3 separate regions of the Mus musculus genome follow, and all the other regions are linked to region 2. A link is a contact called in public promoter capture Hi-C data. All regions are on one chromosome and are shown on one strand. The core of a region is the stretch at or near the end of the contact, and the rest is flanking DNA. Distances in the headings are between cores, read along the strand shown. Region 1 has its middle 580 kb from the start of Gm38838. Region 2 holds the start of Lrrtm4 (leucine rich repeat transmembrane neuronal 4). Region 3 overlaps Lrrtm4 (leucine rich repeat transmembrane neuronal 4).

Evidence for each region. Promoter capture Hi-C pulls out the DNA fragments that hold promoters and counts their contacts.
Region 1: a contact with region 2 is called in a promoter capture Hi-C map of hippocampal neurons, with 5 times the contacts expected there. The contact joins the enhancer-like site here to the promoter of Lrrtm4 in region 2. A contact is called at or near these places in 2 of 39 promoter capture datasets (frontonasal cranial neural crest and hippocampal neurons), 2 of 484 Hi-C or Micro-C datasets (cerebral cortex and cortical neurons) and 3 of 115 datasets of contacts at active chromatin or transcription factors (SST interneurons, embryonic forebrain and forebrain).
Region 3: a contact with region 2 is called in a promoter capture Hi-C map of hippocampal neurons, with 2.2 times the contacts expected there. The contact joins the enhancer-like site here to the promoter of Lrrtm4 in region 2. A contact is called at or near these places in 3 of 39 promoter capture datasets (hippocampal neurons, pre-B cells and stem cell-derived epiblast-like cells), 2 of 484 Hi-C or Micro-C datasets (cerebral cortex and cortical neurons), 1 of 115 datasets of contacts at active chromatin or transcription factors (neural progenitor cells) and 1 of 9 other capture datasets (macrophages).

What each region holds. Positions count from the first base shown.
Region 1 is chr6:80,863,921-80,867,794 of GRCm38.p6, reverse strand. No RefSeq gene overlaps it. Among named protein-coding and RNA genes, the nearest start is that of Gm38838, 580 kb to the left of the region's middle. Within about 2 kb of position 1,709, at least 7 of the 459 cell types and tissues checked have an H3K27ac peak or open chromatin away from gene starts, as enhancers often do. A contact at or near this core is called in hippocampal neurons, where this site is marked.
Region 2 is chr6:80,017,626-80,021,529 of GRCm38.p6, reverse strand. Lrrtm4 (leucine rich repeat transmembrane neuronal 4) reads right to left here and starts at 2,653. Exons shown (of 3, transcript NM_001134743.1): 1 at 2,344-2,653. The coding sequence starts at 2,350.
Region 3 is chr6:80,660,343-80,664,027 of GRCm38.p6, reverse strand. All of the region lies in intron 2 of Lrrtm4 (leucine rich repeat transmembrane neuronal 4), which reads right to left. Among named protein-coding and RNA genes, the nearest start is that of Gm32091, 520 kb to the right of the region's middle. Within about 2 kb of position 1,532, at least 3 of the 459 cell types and tissues checked have an H3K27ac peak or open chromatin away from gene starts, as enhancers often do. A contact at or near this core is called in hippocampal neurons, where this site is marked.

The sequences.
Region 1 (3,874 bases), core at 460-2,959, 850 kb before region 2:
TTGTCATCCTGAGTCTGGGCAGTACCAGCAAAGGGTTGGACCTAGAGTGAGCATCAGGAGAAAGAGATGCGAACATTGATGAACAGCAGTATTCATCTCTGGATTCGTCTGAACCAGAGTGAAGTGAACAAGCAGCCTCAGGCTCCGCCAGCCACAGCCTCCAGCAGCTGCTACCACCATGCCTCCCTGTAACCATGGGCTGTTTATCAACATCCAGGAGGCTATAAATTCCCCTGAGTTGATTTGGTCTTCACTAGCATTTGGGCACATGGTGAGAAAAGAAGCTACCACACAGGAATAGGACATTTTCCAGTTATTAATTCACATGATTGAACATAGAGGAGTCTGTAAAAATGCTCCACAGATTCCTGCCATGGCATGCTTTTTCACAAGGAAACCAGTGAGTCACCTCAGAAACAGGTGAATCTCTGACAGTCGGGGAAGTAGAGCTGTAGTGTTTCTCTGTCATTTCTGATTTCACATCAAAACAGTGATCTTAAGTGAATTCCAAATATACACTCTTATCAAGATTCCTTTGGTTTCAATAAAGAAACCTGCTTGTCGCATCACTGGTTCATATTCAAGAATGCCATCTCTACTAGTTGTCAATCTTGATCATATAGCTAGGTCTTATGGCAGAATCAAACATGAGCTCATATATTAAGCATGATTTTCAATAGACTATGACATCATCTTATTACATTGGCAAAAGTTATTATTGAAAAAGGAAGGCATGAGTTAGGTAAAATATCTTAATATGTGAATTATTTATACAAAGTAAAGAGTGAGACAAACTCTCTCCTGACAGGGGATTCCTAGAGGCTGAAATGAATAAATGGATATCTCAATTTAAGCCAGTTTCAAACAGTGTTAACACACTAGCATAAGGAGAATACAAAGAAATGTACTGTGTAAAATTTGATAGGGGACCAGAGAGATGGCTTTGGGATTAATGGCACTTGCCTTTACATAGGACCTGGGTTTGTTTCCCAGCACACCCTTTGGGTAGCTCAAAGTCTGGAACTTCAATCCAGTGTTCAGGTGCCCCCTTCTGACCTCTGAGGGAACCTTTACCCACACATAAACGTGCATGCCCAGAAACATGCACCTACATACACATGCACATACACATGCATGTACACATATACACACATGTACACATACACATATACATACATATGTACACAAATACATACATACTCACACATACACATACATACATGCATGTGTGAGCATGCACACAAATACACACACACCACACCTTAGCATAAAATTTGGCCGAGACATATAATCTCATACCAACTTTGTCAAACAGGCACAACTGCCTAAGAAGCAGATTTACCAGAGAGCTTTATGGAACTGTAAAATGTGGATGGTTCACTTTAAGTTAGAGACTGTGAAAGCTGAACGCAGATCCTCTCGGGAGCTTAGTTCCTCTTGTTATCCTAGTCTTTGTTGTATGTATTTCCTAAATAGCAACTGTATACACAAAATCCTGGAAATATGATAAACAAACTTAAATCCTCACATCATAACAACATAAACAAGAAGATTAAATGACTTGTTTGGGTGCGGTTTATCCCTATTCTTTGCCTTGATTAGAACAGTTTAGTGACTGCATCACCCCCCCCCCCCCCTTTCTCACTCCTATGCCATCTGGGTAGGCATACCCAATTAACACATGTTGAAAGCTAGCAACACCTTTTCCAGCGTTTTAAAATTCTGGCAAGCTATAAAAGTTACTGTGTCATAGAAAAGCTCATTTGGTACATTAAGGAGGATTTGCAGTATGGATTTATCATATGGAATGATCATTTTCCAAGAGTGCTGAGAACACAGCATAATCAAATTTGGAAGGATCAGTTGAAATAAATGTTATTGCAGGAGTGCCAGGACTGATGTACTCCATCTCTTTTAAGAAGCCCTTCCTCCATGCTACTCAAGAGGGAAGAAAGAGTGAAAACGAAAGGAAAGAGTACAGTGCTGAAAACCTTGCCTTGGTCTCAGATGCTCCTCTTAGTGACATCAAGTCAGTTCTCAAAAGGAATTCTGGAGAGGATGAAGGCTCCCATAGTATACTGCAGGCTTTTATGAAATTCTCTGGTTCCCATGCCTTTCTTATTGTGCTGTTACTGAAGCTCAGAAAGATTTGCTTTTCCCAGTGAATAATATAAACATATCTAATAACGTATTATATATAATAATGGTGTTCATTGTCATTATATATAATATGTTATTGCATATGTTATATAACAGATATACATATGTTATACATATTAATAACATATATACAATTCCCAAACAAAATAACGATATGCCTTTTCCAAATATCTTTGCACTTGGGGTTCTAGATACATTTTATATCCATGTATTTTAGATGCATTGACTGAGCAGTGTATCTGCAATCAGGCTAGGTAGGAGGATAGCTAGGCTGCTGTTCCATGCCAAGCAGCTTTAGCAGGGAACCAATGCTAGCCACCATGACAGTTTCCTGTTCTCATACCGAAAGTCAAGCTTTTGGGTCAATGGTGCCCTGTTTTCAATAATTTAGGCCATAGAAGAAATAGTTTTTCTTTGAAAGTCCAGCTCTATACAATTCATATTGACTGAACTGAACTTCTATTCAGTTCAGTCAATCAACCTTAGAGTGATTTGTGTGAACCTGCAATTGACAGAATAAAACTTCTACCTGTTTGGAGCCAGTGCATTCCTGAGGACTTACATTTAAGGTGCAGGTTGCACAGTGGAAGGAGAGAACCAACTCCCAAAAGTTGGACTCTGAGCCTCACTCAGACACCATGGTACAGACATGTCCACACTCACTCACATAAACACAGTAACAGGTGCAATGTTTACAATAAACCTTTGCATGTTTGAAAGAATGTGTTTTCATCTTCAACTAAGTTCCTGCTCCTGCAGGCATGCTGCACTGCAATGAGACTGAGATGCCCTTGATAGCCAATTGTACTTAGGAAATGATTTAGGCTGTGCCTCACATTCTTCCTTATCTCTTTCACACACACAGAGAGACGAGAACATAAAGAATTATCCTAGAATTACAAATATCTCAGTTGCTTAAGAAAGTAGTTTATTGTAAAGAGCTTTGATATTTGTGTAGATTCATCTGAACTCTTTTTCATTTTCTGCTATTGTTAAAAAAAATGCTACATTAAAGGCACTTACAGTTTCATCACCTACATGTTTTTACCACAAGGGTAGCATTCCAGTCACATAAAACAGAGCTTGTGCTAGCCTTCGGTCTGTACAACATCCCCTCATTGGTTGTAGTTCCTCCAGCTAGATGATGGGACACCAACCCTGCTCTATATAATTGAGAGTTTAATATGGACATGTGCTCAATCATGGTGGACATCTTAGATGATCAATGAGTCATTCTGTCAGCTCTGTTCTTATCATTTTCTTCCTAGTTGTTTTTTTACTATTTCATACATACATATTGTAATGACTTTGAAAGATCATCTCTGACAACAATACTTAGAAAAACACAGCCCAGAATGCAGGTGCTTCATGGGAACATTTTCATTGAGACCAGCCCCCACCCTGTACATATGTAGCAGATGTGCAGCTTGGTCTTCATGCAGGTCCCCTAACAACTGGAGTGGGGGGCTGTCAGTGAATTTGTTACCTGTCTCTGGATCCTGTTCTCCTAACTGGGCAGCCTTGTTTGGCCTCAGTGAGAAAGGATGTACCTAGTGCTGCAGTGACTCATATGTGGATGGGGATAAGGAGGTGATACTTCTTGGGGAGAGGGAAATTGTATTGAGATGTAAAGTGAATAAGTAAGAAATAAATAAACAAATAAATAGTTTTTAAAATAAAAATGACAATGCCACTCTGAACACTTCTCTTGTGT
Region 2 (3,904 bases), core at 1,404-3,903:
ACTGACAGTCACTATTGGTACCCCTGGCTCACCCAGAGCAGGGATGTCCTGTCTTAAGGTAAGAACCGTATAGGACATTTAAGACCACATTTTAACAATTAAAAATCTTACTTCCTTTAGTGCTCCATGCTTGCTGCTTAGACCTCATTCTTTCCTCCTTAGTCTCATAACATCACAGAACTATAGATCTGTGAAAAAAACCTCTCTGAGTTTCCAGAGTGCTACTCTATCCCAACCCTGAAACGCTCTGGCATTGCTTTTCATTGAATGCTGACATTTGACTAACAATAACATTTGGATGTCACTGTATCGACCCATAGTACTGAACAGAACTATACTGCATCCTTTGGTAAGGTCAGAACCATGACTTAGGACACCTGGTTCTGGCATCTCTTTCCTAGTTGAGCTAACAGGCTGTGATTTAGCAAAAGAGCTTCCGGGATGCTGTAGAAGTTTGTTCTCCCTGAATTACATACTGACTACACACAAGGGCTGCAATCCCCGAGCCCAGAAAAATGGCAAGGGAATATACACAGACAGCCCACAGAACATGGTTTATAACAGATGGTTAAGAAACATATATTATTGTGTACTTTGGCCCCATGTCCAGGAATACATGAGCTAAGACACATGATCACCCATACCACAGACACCCCCAGCCCTAGCTAAGAGAGCAAGTTTGTATACAAAATATGCAGAATATAAACTAATCACGTTATTAGATACATTGCTGTCTTTATCATCAGATAGTTGCCCTTGCAAATTTGAGAGATAAGGAAGGAAGCCTGCTATCAGCCTCCCCACCATCCTGACCTACTGAAGTCTCTCACTGAGAGCTTTTCCATCTCTCCCTGCCTCCATTAACTTCAGAAAGCCTGCAAAGTTGCAATCTATTAGCATTTATGCCGCATTTTGAAATCATTGCGTGAGAGGGGACTCCTCTCCACCTTCAATAGTAGGTATATTATTTCTTAACGGGAAGGAGAGGGACAGACAGACAGAGAGTGACTACTGCAGGCTGTAATTTCTTTTTAAATAGTCATCTTTTAAACTAAGAGATAACATCCTAGTCTAAAAATGCCCCCCTCAGAGTTGTCCTTTTTTCCCCCCTCTCTTCTTCTTTTATTTATTTATCTTTCTATTTATTTATATAATTTAAAATTTAACTCGATCTTGCACTCTGTTTTCTTGTCAGCTTCAGTCTCATTGAAATACAACCCAGCTCTCCCAGACAGGAGAAAGAGGGAGGGAAAAAAAAAAAAAAAAAAAGCCAGTCACACTTGAAAAAAACAAAACTGGCAAATGACTACTGGAAATTTGGAAGCTGTATTCAGGATGCAGTTTCCAAGATCAAACAAGCCTCCGGTGCCACCTCTGATAAAGTAGGGACCCCACCCCTGCACCCACATAGCCAAGTGTTAACAATCTTCTTGACGGCAACCCGAACCCAAGCGTGGCTCAGATTATCAGGAAATAGAAGCAAACACGGTATTTATTTCATACCCTGTTCTCAAGCTGTGGATACGCAGACGCTAGAGACAGTCTTAAAGCTATCCCTCCAGCGTGTGTTTAAGTCCGCGCTATGCATTTATAGATTAAAAAGAGAGAGAGAGAGAGAGAGAGAGAGAGAGAGAAAAGAAAAATAAAACACTGCCAAAAGAAAAGGATCTAAAAATATAATAGCAACTATAGTGAGACAACGGGTAAAGTAGAGGTTGCCGCTTTGTGCCTGTTTCCTGGTCTTTTAGCAGCTAATGCCCAGCTGAGGATGCGGGGGGTTAGGATCAGCTTTGCTGAGAAGAAAACAACAAAAGTTCGCTTACCCATCCTTTGTCATCCAAAAACCGTCTGCCCCCCTCTCTCAGCTTTCTTCTTATTTGGTCTCTCCTGTAGAAATCACCACCACCTTCATGACACAGTGCAGCTGTCATTCAAACCATTCTGAGCCCGCATGTGAGCCCGTAGCCCCATGTAAACTTCCCCGGAGAGGACAGGCAGACACACACACACAAATAATATAGATATACGTATACTTAAAAAAAAAATCAGCACGGGGTGGGATGAAGGGGCAGGGAAAAGGAAGCCGCGGGGGGGGGGGGGTGCCGGAGGGGGAGGGCCTCTAGGCTCTGAGGACCATTGTATAATTCACTAGGGGCACATTAGCAGTAAATTGGCAATCTGTGAAAAGAGCTACAGCTCATCTCGGAGGTAACCAACTTCTCTGTGGGAAAAAAAAGAGGGAGAGAGAGAGAGACAGGGAGAGAGAGAGAGAGAGGAGAAGGGATTAAAAAAGAAAAAAAAAAAAAAAAGAAAAAGAAAAGGAAAGGAAAATCCTCAGAGTACCTGGCATTCCTTATTGTGCGGGCTTTTGCCATTCCCAGATAAAGCAATTCATCCTCAGGATTTTTCAGCTGTTGAAGCAAGCAGGCCGCCTGTGCTGTACGAGACCCCAGTTTAAAAGCTATGCAGGCTAGGTTTATCCATTTAGCTGGTCAGGTTGAAAGTGTTTTGTAGCTGTGCTGAGAGGCAGCCCTTGTCTAATTCAGAAGGCTTTCCAGAGACTGATGGTGCTCAGAGCTGGTTGGTGCTAATGCTCGAGTTTGTGATACACTGAGTGCCCTCCGCTGGAGAAAACAGATTGCACATTAAAGACAGGAACAAGTGAGCTTGTCAGGGCTGTGCAGCCTTCCCTGCTCAGAAAGGGAAATTAAAGGCACAGGATCACCCCCCCCCCAACCCCCCGCCGCTCCAGTAGTATAAATTATAAAAGGTTTATGGTGGGGTTTATGCTTCACAGCTGCAGCAGCTGTTAGCAACTTCCTAGGTCTCTCTCCCTCCAAATGTCTGTGATCCGTAGGTTTGGAAAGTTGGTTTTTGGTTTAAAATGCTTTTCAGGGTGCCACGAGTGATATGTCCTCATTTTTAATGGCAGGAATAATTTTTTTATTGTATTTATGATTGTTTTTGGTTTGTCTATATTTTCGTTTTCAAAAAACAACCACGTAAGGATGCCATCCCATTCGAGAGAGAGCACACTATGCTTTTAAAGATAGTTCATCATGAAAATTTTAAGTCTGATCATCCATTCTCAGCCTTTGTCAATAACACCTATTCTGCCTATTACTCTGTACATTTATCAAGTGATTTATAATATGACTTTGTAAAAGTTTATATATTTAACTTAAGTGCTTTTGGGTTACCAAGTGTCTGGGTAATGGAGATCTGATGTCAGACAATAACTGAACTAAAGCTTGTCAATATTATTGCAGTTGTTTCTCTTAACACTCATTCACTTTTCCAATGAACTTTTTCTTGTGCAAATAATCTGTTCTGTTGTGCCTACCACCCTGAAAGAAACAAGAGCATTCTCCTATATTATCCTGGCCCTTTTCTAAAATTTGCAGACTATCCTGAAATTAGTACTGATGAAATTAAAAAAAAAATCTGAAATGAGTGATTTTCAAAAATTTATATTTCTCACTGAATTTGTATCAGACACCTACACATTTTATGTGCATAAGTATTTGGCTTGCATGTATGTCTGTTTACCATGTGTGTGCTTGGTGCCTACAGAAGCCAGAAGACAGCATGAGATCCAGTGGAAGTGAAGTCATGGGCAGTCTCTGCATAGCATCTGGGAGTAGAGACTGGGTCCTCTGCAAGAGGAGCATATGACCTTAACCACTGAGCTGTCTCTCTGGTCCCATACCTCCATTGTTGTGTTCCCTAGTTTTAGCTATTTTATAATTACTCTGACAGATAATCATTTAAGAATACCTAGAGTAACCCAAAACATAAACGCAGCAGTGCAAAGACTGCTACTTAGTCACAGGCCCCATTCAGCCGCTTTGAAAACATCAAAAGAGTTTTACAGAAACTTCTATGGCTGGAGTCAATCCTCACA
Region 3 (3,685 bases), core at 283-2,782, 640 kb before region 2:
GATAAGCCTTTCATCACACACATAGTCTTTCTTACAGAAAATTTAGTATTTACTCTACGACATGTCTTCTGCATGACGTGTTCAAATAATAACTTTGAAATATTTTAAATGTTTAGCATAGTAATCCATGTAATCAGAGCTAAAAATAAATAAAATAAAACTACAGGGGAAATTGTGTTGTTGTGAATTAAAATAATAAGCATTTACACTTGATAAAATTGTTATATTTGTCCCATACCAGAGCACTGCAAATTACATTCTTGTATGAAAAAAAAAAAGCAATACCAAGATTCAACAATTCAGGTAGATAGATATACATGTGTGTGTGTGTGTGTGTGTGTGTGTGTGTGTGTGTCTGTGTCTCTGTGTGCCTGTGTGTGTGTTTATGAGGGTTCATACACTTTCATGTATGAATAAGGATGTTCACATATGACAGCATGCTCATGAGTTCAAAGAACAGTCTGAAATAGTATGACTTTCTTTTTTTTTTAAGCTACCTGAGACAGTGTGAGTTTTCTGTTTTTCTGCAAGCACAGCATCCTACCTGGCCTCCAAACTTCCCATGATTCTCTATTCTTCTACCCATCTCAGAGAAGAAACACTAAGATTACATGTTTAGACATGCATTTCATGTCTAGCCTTTACTTTTACATGGGTTGTGTGACTTCAACAAGGATTCAAACAATGGTCCTTTTTCAGCAAGCACTTTCATCCAGTGAGCTATCTGCTCAGTCTTATGTTCTGATAGCCAGCAAGGGGTTAGATATCAGTTTATATAAAGTGTTTTTTGTACCAAGGGAGTATATTCAAGCAACATATAAATGTGCATAGAAGAACTTTTTAAAAAACCTATATAAATGCCTATATAAAACCTATAGAATCAATTTCTACCAAACTAATAAAAAATCTCTATAAAATATGCGACCTATACATTTCAAACTGATATTAGAATAAATCCAAACTCTATGTGTGCTTCTTCTCAACTTAGGAATCTGGTGGTGCCCAGCAGATTTGGCTGAGAAAGGCACATTCTTAGTTATTTTAATTTCAGAAAGGTGGTGGTTGCTTAACAACCCTTCTGTCATTGCTCGTCATAAAGCAACCCACGCGCTCTGAGAACCTAAGAGGAGGAGGTTTACTAGGACCCGAATCTTTTGTGATTACCCAGTGAGGACTGGCCTGACAGGCAGAGTAACAACCTTCAGTGTTGCAGTCAGAGAACATGTAGAGGTCTGATTTAAACTCCTGAAAGGACTGAAAAAAAAAAAAAAAAACCAGTGACCATGTAACCTCTGTGAGTGCTCAGACAGGAATTACAATTTCACTAAGTAAAACACAAATGCCTGTATGTGGGTTAAGTGTCAAGAAAAAGGAAATTTTTAACACCCAGATAACTTTTTAATCAAGTGTGCAAGCATGTGTGTGTGTGTGTGTGTGTGTGTGTGTGTGTGTGTGTGTGTGTGTGTGCATGCTCACACAGAACTCAGGCTAGCCATTTGTTATGTGTACCTACTGCACAGGTCCAGCCTAGCCCATTTGAATGTGCACCTGCTTCTTTGAATGTCCAACTCTATCCCCACATGCACTCCTCCTGTTCTCTTAATGATAGAGATGATTTCACAAAAAGAAGAGTCAATACAGATTTTCTGTATAGGTGGTCATTAAGAGAACAGTGGCTCACCAAAAGGAAGAAAATATCATTATTAGTGATTTTACATTCAAAGATATATTTCAATATCTTATTTTTTCCAGTTTTATAAATACTACTTCCAAGTATGTCTCAAGATGATTTGAAGCCCAGTTTCCTTCACAGATTCTCTTTCAAAATAGAATAAAGAAACCCAAGGCATGAGTGAGTGATTAAAGCCTTTCTGGTCTAATTAAATCGGCCCAGTGGAAACACAAATCCACAAGATCACTTTTTTTCTCATGAGTCATTGTTCTTGTTGATTTAATTTAAAGACTATCACTTGAAACACTCATATAACTATGAAACATATTTAGTTGTTTTGCTGCCTTTAAATTCTATTTGCAAATGTGATGCATATTCATTATGTAGGGAACATGAACATTTATATCTATTTAATTATGAGACTGAGTCCATAACCCTTACATACATAAACACGCACAATATTCCAGTCCTTTACAACTGAGCTATATTCCCAGCCTATATTTAGTCTTTCGTTTTGAAGTAGACTTTCTGTAAATTGCCAAGTTTGACCTTGACCCCACAGTTTGCTCCAGCTGCCTTGAGTCCCAGAATCTTCCTTCCATGCCAGCATGGAGCTGGGATTACAGCTCTGGCTCTGTTTGCTTTTAATTCTACTCTAAAGCTTGTTCAAAGGAGCCTTTAGTTCTCAATATCCTGGTCATTAACAATTTTAAGATTGCATTGTGGATATCAGTGGATTCTCCGGCAATATTTTACATACAAAACATTTGCTACATTCATTTCAATTGCACACCACAAATCAATTTTATGTTTTGAGTCAGAGCCTGGTTGTGCAGCTCAGGCGGCCCTGAATATGTGGTTTTCCTACACCAGCTTCTTTAACGCAGGAATTTCAGGGGCTTCTACTCTGGCTTTAAAATGTCACTATTATAGGAAAACAGTGTAGCAATGACTGGAGCTCAGGTTTAATACTTTCAGCACCAAATGTTCCATTAGCACTTCTTACTCCCACGTGGAATTTGAAAACAGACTCTGGAAATGCAAACTATATCAAAGATGGACACAAGACCTAAAGGGAAACAGTTCTTCCTAGAAAACATATCTTAAAAAATAGTAAACATATATGTGTATACACATATATAGAGAGATTTAATTAATGATTTTGCAGAAATTTTATACTAAATCTGGATCTCTACTTTTATAATTAGGAGTTTGCATGCTTAGAATTTTGTAGACCTATAACTTACCTCACATAAAAAACTGATTTTTGAATAACTTTCACTCAGAAGTAAGTGGAGAAGACAATGTTTATGAGCTAATGTGTTTTGTAACAGTGCATTACGAGCACTGCTGACAGGAGGATCAGAAATTATGGATGACGGTTATGACAGGTTGGATGGAGAAGGCACACTTCATGCAGGAGGCAGTATGTGAGCAAAAATGAAAAAGGAGTGAGATAATGAGAAATGCATTTTCTGCCAAGTCTGAGGACCTAAGTGTGATTCTGCAGACTGTACATCGTACAAGGAGAGAATGATGAGGACGACTCACAACGCTCGTCCTCGGACCTCCATTTGTGTGCTGTGGCATGTGACTTACTCACACATGTGGCACACAAGCACACTTGGTAAATAAAATAAAATAAAAAATGGGCATCTGTGCTGCTACTACACCCTGTAGATCCTAGTGACCCTCACATGGGGAAGGAACAGTAGACTGGAAGGAGCTCCTGTGAAGGGATGCCTGACTCATGAAGGGAGCAGGGCAATTAGTGTAACAAAGACAGAGGGAGGGAGAGACAATATATTGGGAAGCTCTCAAAACAATGAAGAAGGTAGGAAAACTGGTAGGTGACATTAGTATGGATACTTCCCCTTGTGAACACTGAAGAAAGTCTCAGTATAGAAACGTGCAAAACCTCTATTGAGTTAGAGAGTGGTGGAGGATATGACTGAAGTCACACACCAGTTGCCGGGATCTAGGAGACATAGATCATTCCTCTCTAGTGAAATC